Linked DNA regions of Canis lupus: region 2 is linked to region 1. The links are chromatin contacts, called in public Hi-C maps. All regions are on one chromosome and are shown on one strand. The core of a region is the stretch at or near the end of the contact, and the rest is flanking DNA. Distances in the headings are between cores, read along the strand shown. Region 1 has its middle 27 kb from the start of C1QTNF2. Region 2 has its middle 25 kb from the start of FABP6.

Region 1 (5,004 bases), core at 1,830-4,329:
CTAAACATCCATGTTTCTGTCTCCAGAGCAGACCTAGGAGAAGAGTCTGGAGTTTCTGAAACATAAATTAAAGCAGCTGGATGAATCAGGCCAGCACATTCTGGAAGGTTGATCTTCCACACTGGGCCTTCTGCTTCCATCGAAGACTTTCAACCAACTGCTGGCACTAGGTTTCCTAAGCTGGAAGACAAGTCCCATTATCTAACGTTGGCCTTATGCTAGGTTTTACACACATTGTCTCTTTTCAGCTTCTCAGCACGCCCTGTGAGCAGCTACTAGGATCATCATCCCCACTTCACAGATGGAGAGATTTGAGCCCTTAGAAAGGTTAGGTCAGTGCCAAGGTCACCTAGCTGGTGAGTGCTGGGTAGGACTGGGAGGGAGTCTAAAGTCCAGAGGGTGTGCTTTCAAAGACACCAGCCGCCAGCAGGCCCAGGTGTGAGCCCCAGACCCTCCCGCCAGTAAGCCCTGGGAGGAGGGGAGGCGGGAACCGGAGGGCCCTGATTCGGAAGCGCTCCTGAGTGGTGGAGGGCCTGGGCCCCGCACTTCCCTCCCACAAAGCAGGATGGTGTCTAATGAGGGATCCCGCAGACATCTCCGGAGTTCTTGCCGGGCAAGGCTGGGGAAGGCAGCAGTGGCTCCCGAGTCAGTCAAGGAGTCAGAAGCAACCAGGGCAGGGAGGGGGTGCGGGAGGGGCAGGCAGCTGTACTGCCTCCCAGTCCTCAGTTTCCCTGGTGGGGCCCGCAGGGGGGCATGAGCGGGCTCTGGCAGGTGAACAAGCTCCCGGGCTGATGCTAAGGCGCAGCCTGCTTTGCCCTGCCCGCGGCTGAGGGAAACGCTGCAGCACGAAAGGCTCTGATTCTGCTCTTTAATGGGAGACGTTCCTTTCTCTTCATTTGCCCCTTTGTCCGGGCCACTTCCGCAGCCGTCCTTAGGCTCGGCTGGAGGGTGACTGTCAGGCTCTGAGGAGCCGGAAGGCCTGACTTGCTACCCACGGTGCCGAGGGCTGAGGGCCGAGCTGAGCGAGGGGCTTGCTGGCTCCGGGTGACGTGGCCCGGCCCCTCGCCTTGTCGCGCTTCAGAGACAGAAACCTAGAAAAAACTTCTCTGAAAAGGCACAGAGATGCTTCTTGGCAAGTTGCTTTTTTTTTTTTTTTTTCCTTTTGGCAACATTCTTCCCCTCCTTTATTATTTTCCCTCGGATTGGCCCTGATTAAAAATGAAAACGAGGAGTTCACCTTCATCTCTGGGTTTTATTTTCGCTGGTGCCCTTGTAAACTAGCCACCCCCAGTCATGCCAGTCCCTTGCAGTCTTCAAGTTGAGGCTGACAATGACCTAAGGTGGCCTCCCCGTGGAAAAAGTCCATGTTCCACTTGGGGCTCCTGTATTGAATAAAAACCATTTAAGATATGAGCTTAATGACGTGGAGATCCAGGCCTCAGAAGTGAAAGGCTAACAAGGGCATTAAATCTGGAACCATTTCTCAGCTGCCCCATCAGGCAGCAGAACTGTATGGGCGAATCACTCCTGAAAAGCTTCCCGTCCTCTAGTTTTTGTCCCATTCAGGCACCATGCAACCAGAACCTACCCAGGGCGGGATGCACAGGGTCTGGAGGAGCCACCTTCTATGAGGAACAGAGAGGAGAGGAGAACAGGAGTCCTGATGGTGCCTGCCCACCCCTGCATAAATAGAATAAAGAATAAAAGCAAAAGGGTCCTGGGGTCAAGGGTGCAGACCGCTGACTTAGGAACTGGAATACTGGGAGGAGCAAAACACAGATATGGTCTCTGTCTTCCCTGGAGCTCAGAGTCTAGCACAGGTGACAGATGTTGGACAAATGACTACCAAATAAACGTAAAGCGTCAGCTGTGACATAGTGCTATGGGAGTGCCATAGTGAGGATTTGCCCTGATAAGAGGTCAAGAGAGCTTTGCTAGTGGAAGGAAGCCAAAGCTGAGAGCTACAGGGTGAATTAGCCTGGGGGTAGGGGTGGGGGGCCGCAGGGAGGGGAAGGCATTCTAGGGAGGAGCATCTCATTCGAAGGTCCTGTGGTGTGAGAAAGCATGGCAGTTGGAGGCAATCAAAAAAGCCCCCTCCCCAGGTCATGGAGGGAAAGGGTGTAAGATATGATTGGCAGAGCCTAGATCATAAAGGCTGGTAGGTCAAACTGAAGTCTTTTGTCTTGACCCTGCGAATGACGGAAAACCACAGAATGATTTTAAGTGGGCGGGTGAGAGAAGCAAACTTGTGTTTTGAGAAGATCACTCCTGCAGCCATAAAAACATTTAAACTTAACCTAAAGAACAGCCTTCTGATGAATGCCTGACTTTGGGAAAGTAATAACAATAAACACATTTATTGGCCTCTTACATAGAATGAAGCACTGCCTCATGTGCTTTTCATGGATTAGTACCTTTGGCCTTGAGAATAGCATATAAGACAGGTGTATTACTATGATGCCCTTTTTACAGATGAGGAAATAGAGGCCTGGAAAGTTGGTTGTGGTCACTCAGTGGGAGAAGTTGCAGAGCAAGAGCTAGATCCAAGTCTGTGTGATGGCAGAGGCTCTGCTATATTCACAGCAGTGCTAAGCGCTGTAAGTAACCATAGCCCTGGTCCTCAACCTTGGTTGCACGTTGGCATTACCTGGGTGGGGTGTTAAAAATTGGAGATTTTGTTACAATCAACCTGGACATTGGGAATTTTTGCAAACTCCTCAGGTAGGTTTGCAGATTGTGAGGCCCAGCAGAGACCGCCTGCCTTCAGCCTAGGCAAACACTTGGGAACCTGGTGCAGCCCCAGCCAGGTCCTGGCTGAACTCTGTGGTCTCAGAGTCCCCTGCCAGCTCAGATAGTCTATGATTTCATGATCCACCAGCTGTGTTGCCAGAAGTCTTTCTCCCAAGGTGAATGGGTTTCTGGAACTGACAGATGGAGGCCGAGGGACCTTGGTAGCACGGCATTGGCTGTAATGGCTAGGCAGCAAGAGCCAAATCCTCAAGGCTGCATCTTGAACCCTGCCAGCTACCTTCCCTCTGGCCCAGACCCAGACTATTGGCAAGCTGAGACAAGAAAACAACAACAACAAAAAAAAGGTCAGCTAGTCCCAGGTGGGAGTGGCCAGAGCTGGATATTGCTGGCTGTTGGCCCCATTACTGGGGACTGATCTACCCCTTTGAAAGCACCTGGAGCCTTGGGAGGTAGGGGGATCCCTCCAAAGCCAAGGTTTCCCAGAGGTCAGAGGTGACCGTGCCTGAGGGCTGGGTGGTGAAAAGAACTGGGGAACATCCCTCACCTGCCCCCATGGGGCTTCTGGGACTTCTTGGAAGTGCTGCTGCCTGGATGGGTATTTGACCTCTTCCCCTTCCTCTCTCCAGCCAGACTGGCCTGCTACCAGTTGAACCTGCCAAGTTTGTTCTCCTATCTACACCCTGCATTTGCTGATCCCTGGGCTTAGCATACCTTCCTCCAGCTATTCCTTTGGCAACTCTGGACCTGAAACCCAGGCCTGGCCACTTGGCAGAGGTTTGAGAGCAGACTCTGAGTTGAGGAGCCCATAGACAGGCCATGCCTGAGCCCCTTGCTCCCCCCAGATGCCTCTTCCCTAACATCTGGGGTGAACCTTCATCTGCCCTCAGGGAGGCCAGGCCCTCCTGAACCACCATCACTTAGCAGTCTGAAGATTCAAGTCACAAATGCTCACCTGACCCTCTCTGAGCCCAGGGACTGCACAACCATGGGAGTTTGGGGCAGCAAAGAATAAAACCACTACTTCACATCTTTGGGCTGCTTTCTGGCTTTTCCAGGCTCTCCTGGACCTATTATCTCATCTATAGACATGGAATCTGACAGCCTCATGGCAACCACATATGTCCCCCTCATAATACAAATAAGAAACTTAGAGGACCAGAGACTTTATGGCTGGTACAAAGTCATGCAGCTTAAACTCTAACCCGAGCCAAATTAGATTCACCTTTCATTTTCAAGATAACTCTGCAAGATCGTCAAAGCAGTACCATCAGCCCATTTGACAGATAAGGAAACAGGGGAGCAGAAATGAATCAGTCTGCCCAAGGTCACACTGGATGTCACTGGCAAACAGAGACCCGAAATCTGCACTCTGGGCCCCTGATGCCATTATACCGCAGAGCCCTGCTTCAGTGAAGAACAGCGAGAAGGCAGGTGGGAAACAAATGATACCAACTAAAGTGAGTTCTGAGTGGAAAAGTTGCTCTTAGGACTGTGAATTTGTAACTCTTCAGAACTAGAGTTTGCCAGAAAGGTCAAGCTCAGCCCAATATTTTTCCTTCATGTCTCTGAGTCTCAGTGTTTTCACTTATTAAATGACAATAAGCAATAATTCTTACTTCATAGGGTTGTCATGAAGATTCAATGAGATAAAAGCCCCCAAAATGTAGAATCTGTATTTGAGAGACAGTAAAGAATAGTTGCTATTTTTATTTTAATTCCCATTATTATAATTTCCATTATAATCGTAACCATTCTGGAAAACAAACCATCCAGACAGCTTCCTACAGTGATGGGGCCTCACTTCCAAGCTTCTGGGCTCCTAGCTGGCAAAATCACCCCAAAGGGAATCTGACCCTCTTTGCCCTTCCTTTTCTCTTCCTCGAAATAAAGTGGTATGCTGGAGCCAACTTGTACTGGCTTCAGAGGGCCTCTTGTTAAATCTTTAAGAATTTTGTGAGCTAGTAGTTAAACACAGCCATTATTAAAATTAAATTATAGAAACTGTTGGGAGCCAATTCTTCATGGGTCTCTTTCATTTTAGCTGGTCTCTCAAGTGGAGGCGCTTGACTCCTCATTCTGGACTTCTCATTCTCAAAGTTGTTTATACAGTTGTTTCCCTCCAGAAGAAAGGACAGATTTGCTTATTATCCAGAATAATAAAAATAATGCCTACCTCTGAGCATGCCAAAAGATGGTAACTTATCTTATAAAAGATTCAGGCCCCTAAGCTCCAGCTTCCTCTGCTATGTTCAA
Region 2 (5,004 bases), core at 1,610-4,109, 120 kb after region 1:
AAGGTCACAGTCAGTGAGAGGCCAAGCCGTTAATCAGACTCCAAAATCTAGGGTCTCACTGCCCCCTCTCCAGGGAACAGATTTCCCAGGGTGTGTCACTGTTATTAGCAATGTGACACTTTGTTTCAAGTGAAGTCTTACTGGGAAGTCCACTGTATAAGAGATAAAGTAGGACTGCCTGGGTGGAAGCGGCCTGGGAGATTATCAAAGGGAGGATAATCCATCCTCCCCCTCGAGCCTCCAAAGCCATCTCTCTATCCTGGGCCACTGTGGAGGGGGCTGCCCAGGTTGCGCTCTGCAAAATGGGGGACCCCATTCCCGTGGGCCACTTGTGGGGCTGGTAGGGCTAGGGCAGAGTTCCCTTTAGGGCAGGGGTGGCAAACAGGTAGCATCCTGAGTGTGAACACGCACTGCTTATTAGACGAGGTGCCATGATTAACTAAGGAGGAGCAGAAAGGGGTATGGGGGTGGCTGTGAATGCTGAGTACCTGCCTTCCCTGTTCTGAGGTATGGGAAATACGAAACTGAATTTTACTAGGAGATATCTTGTCCCGCTCTACTCCTTGCAACTCAGTGGTGACTGAAAATCATAGCTGTCAACTCTGCACTGAAAAAAAAAATGCACAAGACCGGAGGCTCATATACCTGGCAGTCCCCTAGAAGAGCCTCCAGCAAACCCTGGATTAGGGAACCAGCTCTGCCTCTTTCCCAGAACCCTGGCAGGTTTGCTTTCTTGGGTGCTTCTACATTTGTCTTAACCAATATTTTTTTAAAAAAGATTTTATTTATTTATGAGAAGCACAGAGAGGAGAGAGAGAGGCAGAGGGAGAAGCAGGCTCCATGCAGGGAGCCCGACGTGGGACTCCAGGATCATGCCCTGGGCTGAAGGTGGCGCTAAACCGCTGAGCCACCCAGGCTGCCCTGTCTTAACCAATGTTGACCTCAAGTCCTCTGTTTGGGCAGAGAGGGGCTGTTGAGATTTTTTTTTCTTTTTTCTTTTTTACTGTCTTCACTATCCTTTGGTGAGGAAGGTTTAGAGCTAGAAGTGGCCAAATGAGACAGATTGAGGATGCTCCTCCTCCAGGTCCCACACTGGAGTGAGATCCTTCACCCTGGGAGCCTTGGCTTCTTTCCACCCTTTGTCAAGCCGTTTGGCATCTCCGGGGGTCTGGCCAGGAGGACCAGCAGAGACCTTGTAATGCAGGACAGCAGGCACTGTCTGTTCTCGCTGCAAGGGGGTTCCCCAGCTGCCCTGGAGCCTGGGAATCTTCCAGCCTGGGATGAATCATCCTGGCTCTCTGCCTTTACCTCCTCCATCGCTCTGCCTGGACCCAGCTACAGAGAGAGGCCACTAATGCCAAAAGTGATGTTCTCCTTCCTCTGTAGCTAGAGAGGCCAGGAAACGCAGGCTGCAGGCCTCTCTGGGGCACGTACCACGTACCACAAAGAGGAGTCCAGCAGAGGGAAGGGCTGGCAGCAGCTGACCTCCAGGAAGGAGAGGCAGGGAGCCACCTCACGCATACCCTTTTGTACTTCTTGAGATGTGTACATAGTGGAGCTATTCTCAAGAAAAAATTAACAAGAGAAAGTATCAATGGGCGTCTGGCTGGTTCAGTTGGTAGAGCATGCGACTCTTGATCTTGGGGTAATGAGTCTGAGCTCCATGTTGGGCATAGAGTTTGCTTTAAAAAAAAAAAAAAAAAAAAAAAAAAAAAAAAAAAAAAAAACCAGCCTGGTAAATCAAAACAAACCAAAACATATTTTGGGGGCACCTGGTTGGCTCAGTCAGTAGAGCCTGAGACCCTTGATCTGAGTTAGGGTCAGGGGTTCCAGCCTCATGTTGGAGGTAAAGTTTATTTAAAAGAAAAGAAGAAGAGAAAACATCAGTTTGGGACTTGACACTAGAGCCTCCAGATAGGGAGGTGGCCAGGCCAATGCAAATACAGAGAGTGGGCCACAGCTAAGTGGAGGGGCTCTGGAACTCACTGCCTTGTCTTGGCCTCAGAAAGATGAAATTCTGCTTCCCAAGAAATTCCTTATCTGTGCATTTATTTGGGAAATAAATACTTCTTGAACTCATGCTTTGTGCTTTGCACTACACTTGGTGCTGGTCAAGGTCCCTGTGTCCCTGGAACAAATAGCCCTACAGTGTGTGTGTGTGAGGTATAGACAGGGAAACAGGCAGACAGAAAATGCAAAGTGCTAGGACTGGGACCCACTACCAGGCTGCCCTCAAGGTGGGGTCTGAGGAGCCAAGGAAGGCCTCCTGGGGGAAGGGTTATGGAAACTGGGGTCCAAAGAATGAATCAGAGCCGGGGAGGGCTGGAGGTGCCAGTAAGAGGTGCTTCAGACAGAGGGAGCCTAAGTGAGAGGCCCAGCTCTGGCACAGAATGAGTATGGGGATTTCTGATTCCAAACCCATGTGGCATTATCTCTAGCTACCTCTGAGCCCAGATAGCTTTCAGCAGAACCTGGGCATACATACAGTGTCTCTGGTCTTACTGTGTGTGCACATATCTCTGCCCAGGGGGTCAGAGAGTCACTAACCCCGGGCCTGGGTATGTCTTTGTGGTTGCCCCACTGGCTAACATGGGGCCAGGCACATGGTCAGGCTCCATTTCTCTTGAATGGTTATGTTGCAAGTTCATGATCTCCCACTGAGAGGACAGAGATCCAGCCAAGATGAGTCATTAGCTCATCAGATATTTGTTGAGCACCGACTCTTTATCAGATATGGGCTAAGCACTGGCGATTTAGGAGAGGACAAGCAAACAAGTTTGGGCTGGAATGGAGTTTACATTCCACTAGGGGAGGTACCCTGCGTGCAGAGCATCAGATACCAGGACTGCCGGAAACAGGACAACATAAGGCTTGTGATAAAGGGTGGTTGGGGATGGGGATGGCCAGGGACGCCTGCCTGGGGAGGTATTACTGTGCCATCTCCTATATGAAGACCTGCAGATGAGGCAAGAGGTCAGGGGAGGGCAGAGGATTTGGCACCCTGGTGAGTCAGAGGAACAAAAAGAATGACACCACTAAGGCTGGAGCAAAGGGAATGAGGGCATGAGAGGGGGTTCAGGGCAGAGACAGGGAGGGACTGGGTGGCACAGCACCCTGTGAGAGATATAAGGTTTTAGATTTTATTCCAAGTCAACTAGGAAACCTTCCAAGTTTCTAAGAAGGGGTGTGGAGGGACTTGATCTGCACTTTTATTTATTGTTTGTTTTAAAAAATGTTAAAGGTTTATTTATTTATTTTAGAGACGGAGAATGAGAGAGAGAGAGAGAGAGAGAGAGAGAGAGAGGAGGAGAAGGGCAGAGAGGGACCAAAAGAATCTCTAACAGATTCCCTGCTGAGCATGGAGCCCCGTGCAGGCTCAGTCTCACAACCCTGAGGTCATGACCTGAGCCGAAATCAAGAATCGGATGCTTAGCTGACTGAGCCATCCAGGAGTCCCTTGATTTGCACTTTTAAAAGATCACAGCAGCCCCAAAGGATATATTTTCAAGGATGAGAGAAAACAACTGGCCAATATGCTGGATGTGGGTTGAGGGAAGGGAGGAGTCCTAGAGGGCTCCTGGATTTGGGGCTTGTGCAGTCAGTTACTCTGGAGCTACTGTCATTAGAGCTCAGTTTGGGGGTCAGATAGGCCCAAACTTCAATCTTCACTTAACTGTTTCAAGCCTTGCTTTTCTCTTCTGGAAAATGACAACACATGACAGTTGCACATAGAGGTTGTAAATTCTTGTCCCCTGACCAAAGAGATACAGATGTCCAGAAAAATAAAGTGTCCTGTATAAGGTCACATAGCCAGACTAAGTACCTCCAAGTTCACTCAGAGGAAAATAAGGAAGATGAATAGAGGCTCTGAAGGCCAACCCAATACTCAGTTCAAATTCAGCTCTGAACATGTGACTCTTGATCTCCGGGTTATGAGTCTGAGCCCCATGTTGGGTGTTGGGTATAGATGTTACTAAAAAAAAAAAGAAGAAAAAAAAAAAGAGAGACTTAAGAAAAACCTCACTTCTGAGCCTTGGTTTCCTTACCTATAAAATGGGAATGTTTTTGTCTCTCCTAGGCCTGAAATGATTAAATGAGGTATTGCATGGTGATCACCTAGCACAGAGCTGTCACATAGTAATAACTCAGAAAATTGGGGCGTGCAAGGCCTATCCTGGAAGTCCCTATGCTCTGTTGAGGACACATTTAAACTATAACACAAAAAAAATCACATCATTCACACAGTATCTTCATCTGTGGTCTGACTTCATCCCCATAATCATACTGCAATCTGTCAGTATTCTGCAGATGAGGAAACAGCTCCAGAAAGGCCAAAGAACCAGCCCCAGAGCTCCCAAAACAAAGCCTGGGCTATAAACCAGGGCTTGCACAGTGTCGCCTGGGCCACGTAGTGGATTTTAATGCAGTCTGCTAGCTACGCATGGTTTCCACGTTTTTTAACGTGGTATTATTTATTTATTCATGAAAGACACAGAGAGTGAGGCAGAGACACAGGCAGAGGGAGAAGCAGGCTCCATGCTGGGAGCCCGATACGGGACACCAGCCGGGGACTCCAACATCACACCCTGGACGGGAGGCAGACACTCAACCACTGAGCCACCCAGGCGTCCCTAAAAAATATTTTTAAAAGAACACGCTTTCTTGACACGTGAGAATAAGAAACTCACATCTCAGCTGCCATTAGCAAGGCCTTAGGGGAACACAGCCCGGCTCATTTTGCTACAAGGGCAGAGTTGAGCGGTGGTGACAGGGCAGGGCCTAGAGATCCTAAAATATTTACTCTCTGGCTCTAGCGGAGGGGGGGGGGGGAGGGGGAGGGGCGGAAGGGAGAGGACGCGCCGAGCGCTTCTGGAAGGCACAGCTGCACTTCCACGGTTCTCGCCCGCCCGCCCCGAGGCCGGACGGATGGAAGCCGCGGAAGCGCCCCCGGTCCACGGTCCACGGTCCACCTGCAGGCCGGGGGCACGGGGGTGTTCCCGCGAG

What was found. A called contact is a pair of places that touch in the nucleus more often than the background predicts.
Region 2: a contact with region 1 is called in a Hi-C map of blood, with 4 times the contacts expected there. The contact joins two enhancer-like sites. A contact is called at or near these places in 7 of 9 Hi-C or Micro-C datasets (amygdala, blood, liver and 1 more).

What each region holds. Positions count from the first base shown.
Region 1 is chr4:51,264,157-51,269,160 of UU_Cfam_GSD_1.0, forward strand. No RefSeq gene overlaps it. Among named protein-coding and RNA genes, the nearest start is that of C1QTNF2, 27 kb to the left of the region's middle. Within about 2 kb of position 3,080, at least 4 of the 20 cell types and tissues checked have an H3K27ac peak or open chromatin away from gene starts, as enhancers often do.
Region 2 is chr4:51,388,017-51,393,020 of UU_Cfam_GSD_1.0, forward strand. No RefSeq gene overlaps it. Among named protein-coding and RNA genes, the nearest start is that of FABP6, 25 kb to the left of the region's middle. Within about 2 kb of position 2,860, at least 4 of the 20 cell types and tissues checked have an H3K27ac peak or open chromatin away from gene starts, as enhancers often do.